Regions from separate parts of the Sus scrofa genome. Here region 2 is linked to region 1. A link is a contact called in public promoter capture Hi-C data. All regions are on one chromosome and are shown on one strand. The core of a region is the stretch at or near the end of the contact, and the rest is flanking DNA. Distances in the headings are between cores, read along the strand shown. Region 1 holds the start of EPS15L1 (epidermal growth factor receptor substrate 15-like 1). Region 2 holds the start of AP1M1 (adaptor related protein complex 1 mu 1 subunit).

Region 1 (5,988 bases), core at 3,067-5,566:
AAGCCTGAGGCATCAGCAAGTAGACACTACAGCCAGTACATCTGATCAAACACAGTCACTGGCTTCTCCAATCAGTTGATCAGGATTAAGAACCAGGCAGGGAAAGTTGTTTTAAAGCTCAAAACTGGGGCAGAAGAAGCAAAATTTAGATGTTCTTGCTTGCCTGGGAGGCTTGTAGTCAACAAAAACCGGGCTGATGCAGGTCAAGATGACAGACAGAGCCAGGGAACTCTGGATCTTACAGGGTACTCAAATTTACTCTAAACCTGGCTCTCTACCCACCAATTTATATCACATTAGCAGTCTAGTACGATAGAGAAACTAGCAATTATTTTGGAGGAAAAAACAAGGGACAAAAAGGATAAACAAGTGTCTCAAGCACTGAGCCTTCATTCCAGACACATTTGCCGGGAGCTGCTGTGGGCGGGGTGCCCAGCGGGCCACCTAGAAGAGTGAAAAGAGCAAGGCACTGTGGGCAGACAGAAGTGGGTTCAACCCCAGCTCTGCACCCACCAACTAGAGACTTCAGCAAGTTACTTAATCTCTCTGGGTCTGTTTCCTGTTTGCAAAATGGGAATAAAAGCCTCTCACTTTTGAAAAGGGACACCCACTAAAAAGAAGCATATGACTAAGAAGGGAGGAAGGAAGATGGAACTCCTTGGGCACCAGGCAGACTCTAATTTGTCACTGAGCCCAACGCTTTTCTCCCATTACCATGTGCTCCCTGGGTCTGGGGGTGTCACAATAGAGACCCATGAAGGTACAAGAGACCCATTCAGGTAGGACTAAGGGAAGACCACCTAAGAGGCCTCAGAGAGAGCAGCCTCTGGGGCAGGTAGGATGCAGCAGAAGGTCAGAGCATGAGGTTCCAGGCATGCAGGGGGCAAGGGCAGAGGGTGTTAGAGTGCTCTGCACCAGAGGCAGGAAATGCACAGAAAGAAAGGATGCAAGCGGGAGAGGCTGAAATTTAGGAGAAGAAAGACAGTGAAGGCTAAGGGTAGACTACAGTGACAGACAAGTGTTGCAGAACTCCAGGAGGACCAGCCCCAAGAACAGGTCACTGGGGTTAAGGACATCAAGGTTGCCAGTAACCTACAAAAGCACACAGTACAAAGGGAGTAAGGGATACAGGTGCATTTCCAGGGTGGGCTGCAATTAAAGAGAGGTAGGCATGGTGGCTCAGTGGGTTAGGGGATCCGGCCTTGTCACTGCTGTGGTGTGGGTTCCATCCCTGGCCCAGAAACTTCTGCATGCCATGGGTGCAACCCAAAAAAAAAAAAAAGAGGAGAGGTTGAAGGGGGGCTGAGAGAAACATAAATCAATGAGATGTTGACGGAGGGGAAAAACCACTTCTAAAGGAAGAACCAGCTACTCCCAAATCAAAAAGATTTATATTCAGGGCCAGAGGAGACTATACAGGGAGAGAACGTCACATATGTGGCAGAGAGTAGGAAGCAGACCATGAAAGATGCTGACTGTTCTGGGGGCTGAGGAAAAACAGCCCACCCTCCACAAACCTACTGGCTACCTGCTTTACTCACTTTCAGCTGGCCATCCGTGTTCCAAGTATGCCCTACACCTCAATCCAACCAGATCACGGTATTCTACTCCAGCGGGCTCCCCACTGCCCCCAATCAGAAATTGTCCCGGAATTACAGTCATGCTCTCCCTGGAACTATCTGAGAATTCAGGGGAGGCCCTCAGCTTGGTGGGTCTCTGCCTCACCCCAGGATGAACAGGAACATATGGTGGAGCACTTCTCTTAACAGGTAAATGTTGACATAACTACTCAAGGAAGAAAATCTGGCCAGGCTATGATTCAACAAACACAGAGGAAAAGGAACAGGAAAAAGTATACCAGTCAGCGACTTCAACTTGTCAGAGACCAACTCTTACAACTCCTCCTTTGACTTCGCTCCCATTGCCAGGGCCCAGACCCCAGGCCACAGGTAGAGAAGAAAAGCCACCTGCCATGGTGCTGGGTGGTGCAACTCACTGGTCCCTGCTTCATGGGTTTACCTGACACCCCCGGGGTACTGAGCACAGAGTCAGGGATGCTGAGTAAGAGGCCTGTGCCTGGTCTAACAGGGGCACAGACACCTGTAGACCATGACTGGTGCTCATGGTGGTGTGGGGGAGACATACTGCTGAGGGGAGAGGGGCTACTTTTGACAGGTAACCAGCAAAGGTCTCTGGGAAGAGTGACATTTGCTCCGCCTCCTGCAGAGAGCCAGGCACTGGCAGCACCAAGGGAAGAAACAGGGAAGAGTGCTTCAGGAAGAAAGCACGACCCACAGGACATCACAAGGACAGAAAGAGCTTAGACCATGGGCGGAAGGACTAGAAAAGCCACAACTATGGCCACAGCGTGGGGGCAAAAGGCAGGAGAGGCTGGCAGCCGCCTGACCAGCAGGGATTCCTGGGGAGGGACTGGGATTTTATTTTAAAAGGTTCTAAGCGGTCAATCACATGATCTGATTCAGGTTTTCATACCTTACCTCACAGTACCAAATCACTGCCTTCCTCTAAAGCTAATCCTTCATCAGTAAAATAAGAACCCCCTCTCTTTGCTGTGTGGATAAGGGTGAACATGTTAGAACTCATTTAATAAACCCTAAAGCACTCAACGTTAGCAATTGTCATCAAACTTCAAATTAAAACAAGAGTCAAAACGTGGTAAGTTTTAAAAAACAGTAGCATTTCCTCATTAAATGAGCCTAAGTGAATTTCGCATCCCCCCCCCAACTGCACCAATTGGCTGTTAATACCCAACCTCTGGGGGGTACTGAACAGTTTAGAGAGTGCTTTCATATGTTACAAGAACTTGTTAATTAATAACTATCGGTCTTTAGCTTTTAATTTAGTAACAGTGTTACAAATTTGCTAGTTTTGGCAATATTTAGCAAGTAAGCAAGTCAGTCTCTTCCCATCAGCTGAGGCATCACATCAACCTGCAAGGGCTCTCCTGGGATTTGGCATTCTCACTGCTGTAATCTCTATTCCCAAATGTCCAAATCTGCCAGGGAATGAAATAATGATTATAATTAGAGGATCACTGAGTGCTTCCGATGTGCCAGGCACTGTTCTAAGCACTTTACATGCTTAATCTTCAAGTGATCCCGATATATTTATATATATATATATATATATATATATATATTTTTTTTTTTTTTTTTTCCCATTTTCCAAATGAGGTGGCTGAGGCATGGAGCGGTTAAGAGCTCTGTCCAAGGACACTTAGAGGAATAAGCCCTGGAGCCAAGATCTAAACACAAGATAATTGTGAGCCTGTGTTCCCATTCTTAATCTAAATGCTGTGCTAGATAATTCTAGCAAAGAGCATGTAATACGGTGTTCGGTACTACACAAGATATTCAGCAAATAAAGGCAGGATATAGGTAGCCTCCAGTTCCCACGAAAGTGTCACCTCCATGAGAGCAGCGACCTTGTTGGTCTGGATTACTGCTGCGCTCCCAGCACCTGGCCAGAGACACATCTGACGGGTGGATAAATGAATGAACGTCCCTCCCAGAAGGCAGGGCTGCCTGCGCATGGCTCTTTTTTTGCACGTCTGTGTCTCGCCACTGATACTGCCCCTTAGTAAGAGTGTGAGGCTGATCTGAGGGCACTGCAAGATGCCCAGAGACTTGCGACCCCCCAACCCCACCCCACTCCCAGCTTTCGCAGCGCAAAGGTGGAGGAAGCAGCTCCCAAAGGGAAAAAGAGATGAGTCTGGGATCGCACTGCTAGCGGGTCCTGGCTCTGGCGGGGCTCAGAACTCCACCGCGGAGAAGACATTGGCCACCCGGACGCTGGGACCGGGCAGGAGACAAAGACCCGCGGGGCCTCCGCACCCGCAGAAACGTTCGCTCCCCTAGCCCACCTCCCCGGGAGGCAGCCCAATGCTACCGTGCATCACCTGGCCTGGACGCTGCGGAGGAGGCCAGGCCCCAGGCGGAACAGACAAGCGCTGCGGCTCCATCAGCCGGGTCGCCGCCCGTAGAGGGTCGCTCGGGTGCGAGAGGCCGCAGGCGGGACCAGCCTGTCACCTTCAGGACCGCCCGCCCACTCGCCCGCCCTCTGCCGAGGCCCCTACAAAGCCCGAGCCGCCGCCGCCGCCCAGCTGGGCCTCTACGCGCTTCGGCTTCTCCGCGGTGTCTGCCTCGCGCCCCGCACAGCCGCGCCTCACCCCCGCCAGCCCGCCCGGTCCGTACCTGCTGGGAGAGAGGGATGAGCGGGGCCGCCATCTTCCCGCGGACTCGGGTTCCGAGCGCCGGGGGAAACGGGGCGGGGCCGCGCATGCGCTCTGGTGCGAGGGGCGGTGCGCGCGCAGCCGGGCCGGGGAGGGCGGGGCCAAAGGAGGGCGGTGCACGCTCAGTCGAGCAGTGAAGGGGTGGGGATGGAGGGTGGGGCCGCGCGCTTTGCCCCAGCTGGAGGGGGCGGGGCCTGGGAGGCCCGCGGGCCAGGGGACCCCTGAGGAGTACTCTCTGTGCTCCTTCACCCCCTTTCTCCTGGATTCTTGGCTAGTTAGCCACAGTCTCTCCCCTCTCCAGTTCTTTGCCGATTGCGCTCTCTTCTAGGTATTTCCCACTGCCATGCGCCTGGCGAAGCCCTGGTAGTCGCCCATTCGGCAGAGGGTCGGGACCCTCGCACTGTCCAACGAGGCGCCTCGTTCCTAGGATAGCTGGGGGAAGGTATCTGCGTATGTTACAATATGGGTCTGCCCCCTTAGGGCTTCGGCTAAACTAGATTGCAGTATTTTAACCTCTCTGTGCTGCAGCAGCACCCTGGACGCCTAGGATTATTTCCCAGCTGCCACTTCGTAGTTGTGTGACCTTGGAAGTCATTTAAGTAGTCTCCCTGCATCCCCAGTCCCCTCTTTTGAAAAGAGAGAATGGTAATATATGTTGGCTCTTGTTGCACCTCTATGCCTCACACTATGCCCTGCACAGGGCAAGCACCTGAGTTTGCTGGAGAACACCAATGGAGAGGATTTATTTGCTTAGACATGTTTAGCCTTTCTTTGCTGCAGACATCCACTCATCTGTGGCTGGTTTCCACTAAAAGAATGAGGAAAGAATGTTCCGCTGGGTAGCTAGCCATTGTGTCACAAGGTTTCTTTAGCACAAGTCAGCTTCCCCTTACCTGGTCTCTCCTGTGATGGTGGCACAGTAAATCTGGGTGGGCACCTTTTCTCAGGTGGGCAAGCTGGAAGGCTGTATGATCTTGGGATGGTGGGGGCACAGCTTCTTATTCCCCTCCATTCTGGAGTCTCACAAGCTACTTGCTCCAGTATCTTCAGCAACTTGGTGTACCTCATGCCTTTCAGATGAGCACAGTGTGCTTTGTAATTCATTCAACAGCTATTCACTGTCAAATGCTCACTAAGCACCTCTGGCCTCAGCACAGGGGCTCCATTGCTGGGCCAGGCAGAGCTGGTCTCACCCTGGAGCTGCCCAGGTGGTTCATTAAACAGACTGGCTTCCGATTCTGATTTACAGATCTGGATAGGGCCTAGGATATTTGCATTCCTAACAAATCCCCAGGAGATGCTGCTGGTCCCAAGCCCCACATTGTGAGAACCACTGGTCTAGAGGAAAGAAACAGACATCAAATAATCACATGAGGAAACAGATGACTATAAATAGTGATGAGTGCTACAGAGTAGTCCAAAGGAGTGACACTTGAAGGTTGAGGGTGCATGCAGTGACAGAGAGGGCTGAGGACCATCACAAGCAGAAAGAGATAAGGTGTGGTGAGAGTTCCACCTGGCCTGCAGCAGAGTGGCCTGGGATTACCTCTCCCCCAGACAGGGTTGTGGTCTGTGCAAGTGGGTTGGAGAAGGAATTTCCAGCAGGGCAGGTGAAGAGAAAGAAGGCTTTATTGAGATAACAGACAATGCAAGTGCAGCGGGACAACTTCCTAATGGTCAGGGAGAGCCGACCCCAAAGAGAAAGAAGAGTTTGAGAGCTTGAGCAGAGCTTGAGC
Region 2 (5,957 bases), core at 708-3,207, 250 kb before region 1:
AGAAGCACTGTCTACCACAGTAAATATGGTCTTTTCTGAGATGTTGCACAGGACAAATCTGGCTTATACATTAAATACAAAGGATGAAATTCAGATGTGATTCAAATTCCTCCACATGCACTGAAAAGGAAGTTACAAGTAATTTTTGTGTTGCGTGTTTATTGTGACAGTATTGGCATGTTGGAGTTTTTGTTTCCTCGAAAGACTTGTCCTCCCAGCTCCATCCTTGCCTTGATACTGCATTATACTGTATCTAAAATGCCCAGAGCAGGGACATAGTTTTTTGAGGGCATTAGTCCACTGTGGTCCCCTTTGCCTGGCAAAGCAATAGAGCTATTCTTTTTCTTTTTTCTTTTTTTTTTTGGGGGGGGGGGGAAGAATTTTTATTTACTTTTTGGCCATGCCCTTGGCATGTGGAAGTTCCCAGGCCAGGGATCAAACCCAAGCCACAGCAGTGACAATGCCAGATCCTTAACATGTTGTGCCACAAGGGAACTCCCAAAAGCTATTCTTTTCTATTTCACCCAAAACTCTGTCTCTGAGATTCACTTCTGCCTTGGTGCACAGAGGCCAAATATCAGCGTCGCTTACTTTTAAGTCAGTTAAAGAGAACTCATTTACAAGTTAATTTTTACATAAAGCAGAACCAGAGATGTCAGTGTTTCCACTTGAGTGGAAAAGCCCTTCTCCTTCCCCCCTCTTCCTTTTTTTTCCTTCAGTCTCAGGAGCTAAAATAAAGATGGTCTAGATAAGGTAAGTGCTCCTGAGAGCCATTGTAGAACATTTACATCTCACAGAGAGAAAAAAATAATAAAATGCCCAGAGCAAGTCTGAAAGGAAATCCTCCATAATGAGAGGGGTTACCGCTCCCATGTGGATTTCTTTATACTTTTTGGCATTTCCTGATTTCTTCAGTGCAATGTACAGTTTTGTAATTTAAGAAAAAAAAAGACACTTTTTTCCTAAAAACATAATTTGGGCAGAGTGAGGCTAGGTATAATCAGATTGCTTAAGAGACGGTGTCAAAAAGCTTCTCAGCTGCTTTATGCCCAGGATTCACTGGTAATCTTTAAAGGTTCTAGTTTTCTTCTCTGGATTTTCTTGCACTTACATCTCTACCTTAAGTAGAAGGTATATAACCACAAAGTTGCAAAAACTAACTCTCAAAACCCAAAATGGAGGCAGTAAGGAAGATAAAAGTAAGAGGCAGGCAGCCGGGGTAAATGGTTCTGATAGTGCAGGGCCTGGGGCCCAGGGCATTGTGATGGTTCACTGGGACAGAATGCAGCATTTCTCCAAAGGCCGAGTATTCATAAAAGCAAACAAGGTATAATTCAATTAGATGAATCAGGAGTCACAATTTGCATTACTCACAGTGACCACTACCTACAGAAATAAATCACCTTTTTGCCTAGGTTCAGTGAGGCGTGGTTTTCAGATCATTTCAGGCAATAAACTGCACGCTTGTTTACCAAATGTTAGCACTGACAGGTGACAGGAACTTACTGTTGATGAGGCTCGATTGCCATTCAGAGAGTTTGAGTTCTTTCCAAGTAACCACCACCTTATCCCTCCTTATAAAGTGTATCACAATTGGTGTCTATGTATTTGTTCCCCAGCCTTCCCCACCAAACTATGAGTTCCACATGGCTGGGCCCTCGGTGGGTTCCACCACCAGGATCTCTCACCTAGTTTGGCCCACCAAGTGGGATTTTCCAGCGACATGAGTTTTCCCAGCTGCCATTCGCCGTCCAACCAGGCAGCTAGAGAGTTGCTCTTCCGCCGTCCGCCCGGCTTGGCCCCGCCCCTCCCCGCCCCTCCCCGCCCCTCCCCTAAGAGCTTACTTCCGGGATACTTGAGGGAGGAGCGGAAAATAAGGCCTTATCGGGAATATTGCGCCTGCGCACATGGCGCCTTGCGCCTGCGCTTTGGCAGCGCGTCCACGGCCAGACCTAACGGTCCGCGCGCTACTCCCCGGGCCGGAAGTGGAGAGGAACTGTCTCGGGTGCGCCCGGCCTGGCTCACCGCCTGGCAGTCACCGCTGTCGCCGCCGCCTTCGGCCAGTGCCGAGGGTTTTTGCAGCCGCCATGTCCGCCAGTGCCGTCTACGTGCTGGACCTGAAGGGCAAGGTACTGATGGCTCCCCACCCTCGGTGTTGCCAGGCAACTGGCCGGGGCCTCGCCCCTGGGGACCCACCCTGTTGCTAGGTAGCCGGCCAATGGGAGCCTCCCTGGTCTTTGAAGCTTTGGCCTCACCTGAGGGCTCTACCCTGTTGGTAGGTAACCGAGAAGGTGTCTTCTGTCTGTGAGTCCTGCCTTGTTGCTAGGTAACGCGGTGGGCTGCGGCCGTTGCAAGGTAAACGCGTGCACGACCCCCATCCTCACCTCTGTGGGCAATGAGCTCCGGCCTCCGTGGGGGTCCCGGGGAACCCGAGGCCGCTAGGAGCGCGGGCCGCTGCCGGCATGTAAGCCAGGCCTGACGCCGCGGGGCTGGGCGACCCTTGACCGGAGGTGGTGAGGCGTGGCGGGGACACTGTGCCCTCAGGCCAGTCCCGCTCTCCGAGAGCTCGGAAGCTTCTGTTTATCCAGCGACTTTTCTGTAGCAGTCCTTGTAGGGGTTTCTTAACATTCATTGTAACATTGAGTTATAAGGGTTAGGTGAGGTGGGTGGTGGGAATGCTGTTTTACAGAGGGAGAAACTGAGGCACAGAGAGGAAATGCAACCTGCCTAAGGTCACACTGGTCAGTCACAGAGAAGTGGCAGGTCTGGGAGTGGAACCCAGAATCATTTGTTCATTCAGCTGGTATTTGGGGAATATCTACGAAGTGCTGGGCAGGGTGCTAACCTTTGGGTTGCCTTTGGAGAGCAAAATCAGAGTCTGTCCCTGTCCTTCTGGAGCTCACAATCTGATGGGCGAGAGGGACACTGATCTCAAAAAGCACAAATAAATATAAGTTGTGGAGCAGTGAGGATGTAATAGGAAAGTCCACCTCCGCTGGGGGTCAGGGAGGGCTTCCCAGGGGGAGTGACAAACCCAGCTGAGACATGATGGAGGAATTGGACATAACTAGAACCTCGGTGCTTTTCCCAGGGGTTTCAGGGAAAAGTTCTTAAAGGAGGGATTGCAAAGCTTTCAGAGGAGGCCTACTGTCTTCCCCCCAAGTCCATTCCTTCTAGAAGGCAACTGGCCTCTTTCATTGGGGAATAATAAGAAAAGACAGGACTAACAACATTAAAACAGGCCCCTCATGGATGAGTTAGTGGGTGCCAGGCCTAGGCGGAGGGAACAGGAGTAGCGCAGAAGCAGTAGGGAGTGAAGAGGTAAAGTGACTGTCCCTTGCCACCCCAGTCCCCACCCCCAGCACTTTCCCAGAGCCCCTTGAGTGGGTTGCCTGCCTTGGAGGCCACCCAAAGTCAACAGGCCCTGGGCCAGGCTTCCTTCCCCAGCCTTCTTAGAGGGCACAGGGCACACCAGGGACTGGGAGGGTGCAGTGTTCCCTGTGTCTTGGTAGCACATGTTCTTGTTTCTGCCATGGTCACCGTGTCCGCAGCAGTGCCGCAGACTGCCTGCTCACATCACTTGTTTCTTCAGCAAACATTTCATGAGCACCTCACATGCACCAAGTCCAGGGTTGACCTGAGGAGTTAGGGCTGAGCTCAAAACCTGTCTCTGCTGCTCAGCTACGTGACCTCGGGCAAGTGTGTGAACTCCCTGAGCTCAAGACAAGCTCAGCACCACCCATGGTCCACAGTCCATGTTAGTCCCCATGGACCTCGAGCTCTGGCAGGGGAGGTGCATGAAAGCTGACAGACCCAAACAGAGACATGGATCTAAATAGGCAGATGTACTTAGCAACAAGGGCAAGGACAAAGCCCCAGGTAATGAAGTTGCCCAACCTTAGTTTTGGCTGGCAGCAGAAGTGGTTACGAAAGGCTTCCTGGAGGAAGGAGAGGCCAGAGCTGGGAAGGTGACCAGGTGGTAGTCAGGTGGACAAGGAGGTGTCACAGTGGGCCCAAGGGGTGAGTGGCAGCCTATTGGGCCTGGCAAGCCAGAAGTCCTAGTTGGTGCTGGAGCCTCGGAGATGGCATCAAGAAGGCCATGGGTATTGAGGATGTCCAAACAGGAGGGCAGGACAGAAGGGACTATTTTATCTCAAGAAGGAAAAGCCACCATGAGGAGACCATAGCCTGGGAGAAGCATAATCAGACATGCCTTTCAGGAAGCTCCAGAGGCAGCCTCCTGTCCTGAGTAACCATCATGCTATTTATTATCCTCCGCCCCCCACCCCCTCACCCTGCCCCACGGACCTCATGTTTTGAATGTTGGCCTTCTGCGCAGACTCCATTAAATCAAAAATAAGATAATGGCACATCAATACATTCACAACCACTCGTCTACCTGACAGCCAGAGCCTCTGATCACCAAGGAAACCAGCGTGACCACTTTCAGCAGATAGAAAACCCTCCACGGACATTTCTCTGCCCCTTATCTTTCTCACTTCTCTGCAACTTCCATCACCACCTGCCACGCTCCTCCTCAGAAGGCTTCCATTGGCTCTCTGTTTTCCCCTCTTTCTCTGAATGTGTGCTGCACCCCCCCCCCACCACCACCAGAGGCCAGCTCCTCAGGTTCAGGCCTAGCGTGCCTCCCATGCTGTCACTCTCCTTGGGGGCAGGCTTTGATTTATGTCACTGTGCCAATAACTCTCAAATTTGTACACCAGTCCAGAGCACTGAACTGGAGACCCACCAGTCTCCAGGACACCTTGAAGGTCTCACAGGCACTGCAAACTCAGCATTTCCCAAAACGAGCTCATCTTCACACCCCACCCTGCTCTCTCTGAGTGGGTGACGTTACCATCCATGCAGCTGCCCAGGTGGGAGACCTGGGCATTATCCTGGCCTCCTTTTTGTCACCACCACATTCACTTGCACAGACATTTACTGAGAAGCTCCTAAGGGCCAGGCTCTGTTGTGGGTGCTGAGACACAGCCGTAAAGTGGTCTGTTCTCAAAGAGTGTTAGACTTTAGTAGAAGCAACAGATGATAAATAAGGATATGAATATATAATGCAATGGTGATGTGGGCAGTGATGATAAAGTGGGGTTGGGAGTAGAAAGGGATAGGATATGATCTCAGCCAGGGTACGCAGGGAAGACTTCTCAGAGGAGGTGCCCTCTGAGCTGAGGCTTAAGAACTGAGAAGGTCTAGGGCAGAGCATTCTGGACAGAGGGAACTGCAAGTGCAGAAGCCCTGAAGCAGGAGCAGATGCACATTGCTCAGAGAGAGCAAGAGTGCTGGCCAGGGATGCTGGAAAGGGGTGAGCCCAGGGAACATGGATGGAGAGGCGTTGGAGGGGCTGTGAAGAGCCAGACAGCCATAGAGATGGACTTGTGGCTTGTTCTGTTTGAAGGGAGGCTGGGGTAGATGGCACTTTCAACAGGGGAGAGATCTGATCTGACCTTCGACTTCTAAGAAGGCCCCCTCACTCATTGTGAGGAAGGAATTGTGGAGTCAGGCTCAGCAGCAGGGGGTAAGGGTTGTCACCTCAGTGTTGCTTGCCATCTTCCAATCTGTCCTGGCTCCTGCCTTTGTCCTCTTATCCGGGGCCTGCAGCCCCAGCTCCAAGGCTACTCTCACTCCACCTAACCACACTCCTAGGTTTCCCATGGGCTGCACTCCCCGCCCCAAGGCTTCAACCACACTGGTCCCTCTGCCTCTATCGCACCTGTCCCCTGTCCCCTCAAGCCTCAGTTTGAAGGTCATACGCATGAAGAGTCTCTCACTTCCCCTTGAGCAAGTGTCTCAGTGCAGGGATCCTGTTTGTCTTGGTCAACCCTGTGTCCCTAGACCCAGCATGATGTACGGTAGCAGGATACATGCTGTATGCTTGTTGAATGAGTGGACCTCTGTGCAGCTCTGGTGATGAAGGTGAGCAAAAAAAACGAAACAGTAAA

Evidence for each region. Promoter capture Hi-C pulls out the DNA fragments that hold promoters and counts their contacts.
Region 2: a promoter capture Hi-C map of liver shows a contact between it and region 1, with 2.5 times the contacts expected there. The contact joins the promoter of AP1M1 here to the promoter of EPS15L1 in region 1. A contact is called at or near these places in 1 of 5 promoter capture datasets (liver) and 1 of 2 datasets of contacts at active chromatin or transcription factors (alveolar macrophages).

The regions. Positions count from the first base shown.
Region 1 is chr2:61,137,380-61,143,367 of Sscrofa11.1, reverse strand. It overlaps EPS15L1 (epidermal growth factor receptor substrate 15-like 1), which reads right to left and starts at 4,316. Exons shown (of 23, transcript XR_002341604.1): 1 at 4,215-4,316.
Region 2 is chr2:61,382,106-61,388,062 of Sscrofa11.1, reverse strand. AP1M1 (adaptor related protein complex 1 mu 1 subunit) reads left to right here and starts at 1,957. Exons shown (of 12, transcript NM_001243917.1): 1 at 1,957-2,129. The coding sequence starts at 2,088. CIB3 (calcium and integrin-binding family member 3) reads right to left here and starts at 1,874. Exons shown (of 5, transcript XM_021083597.1): 1 at 1,689-1,874. The coding sequence starts at 1,744.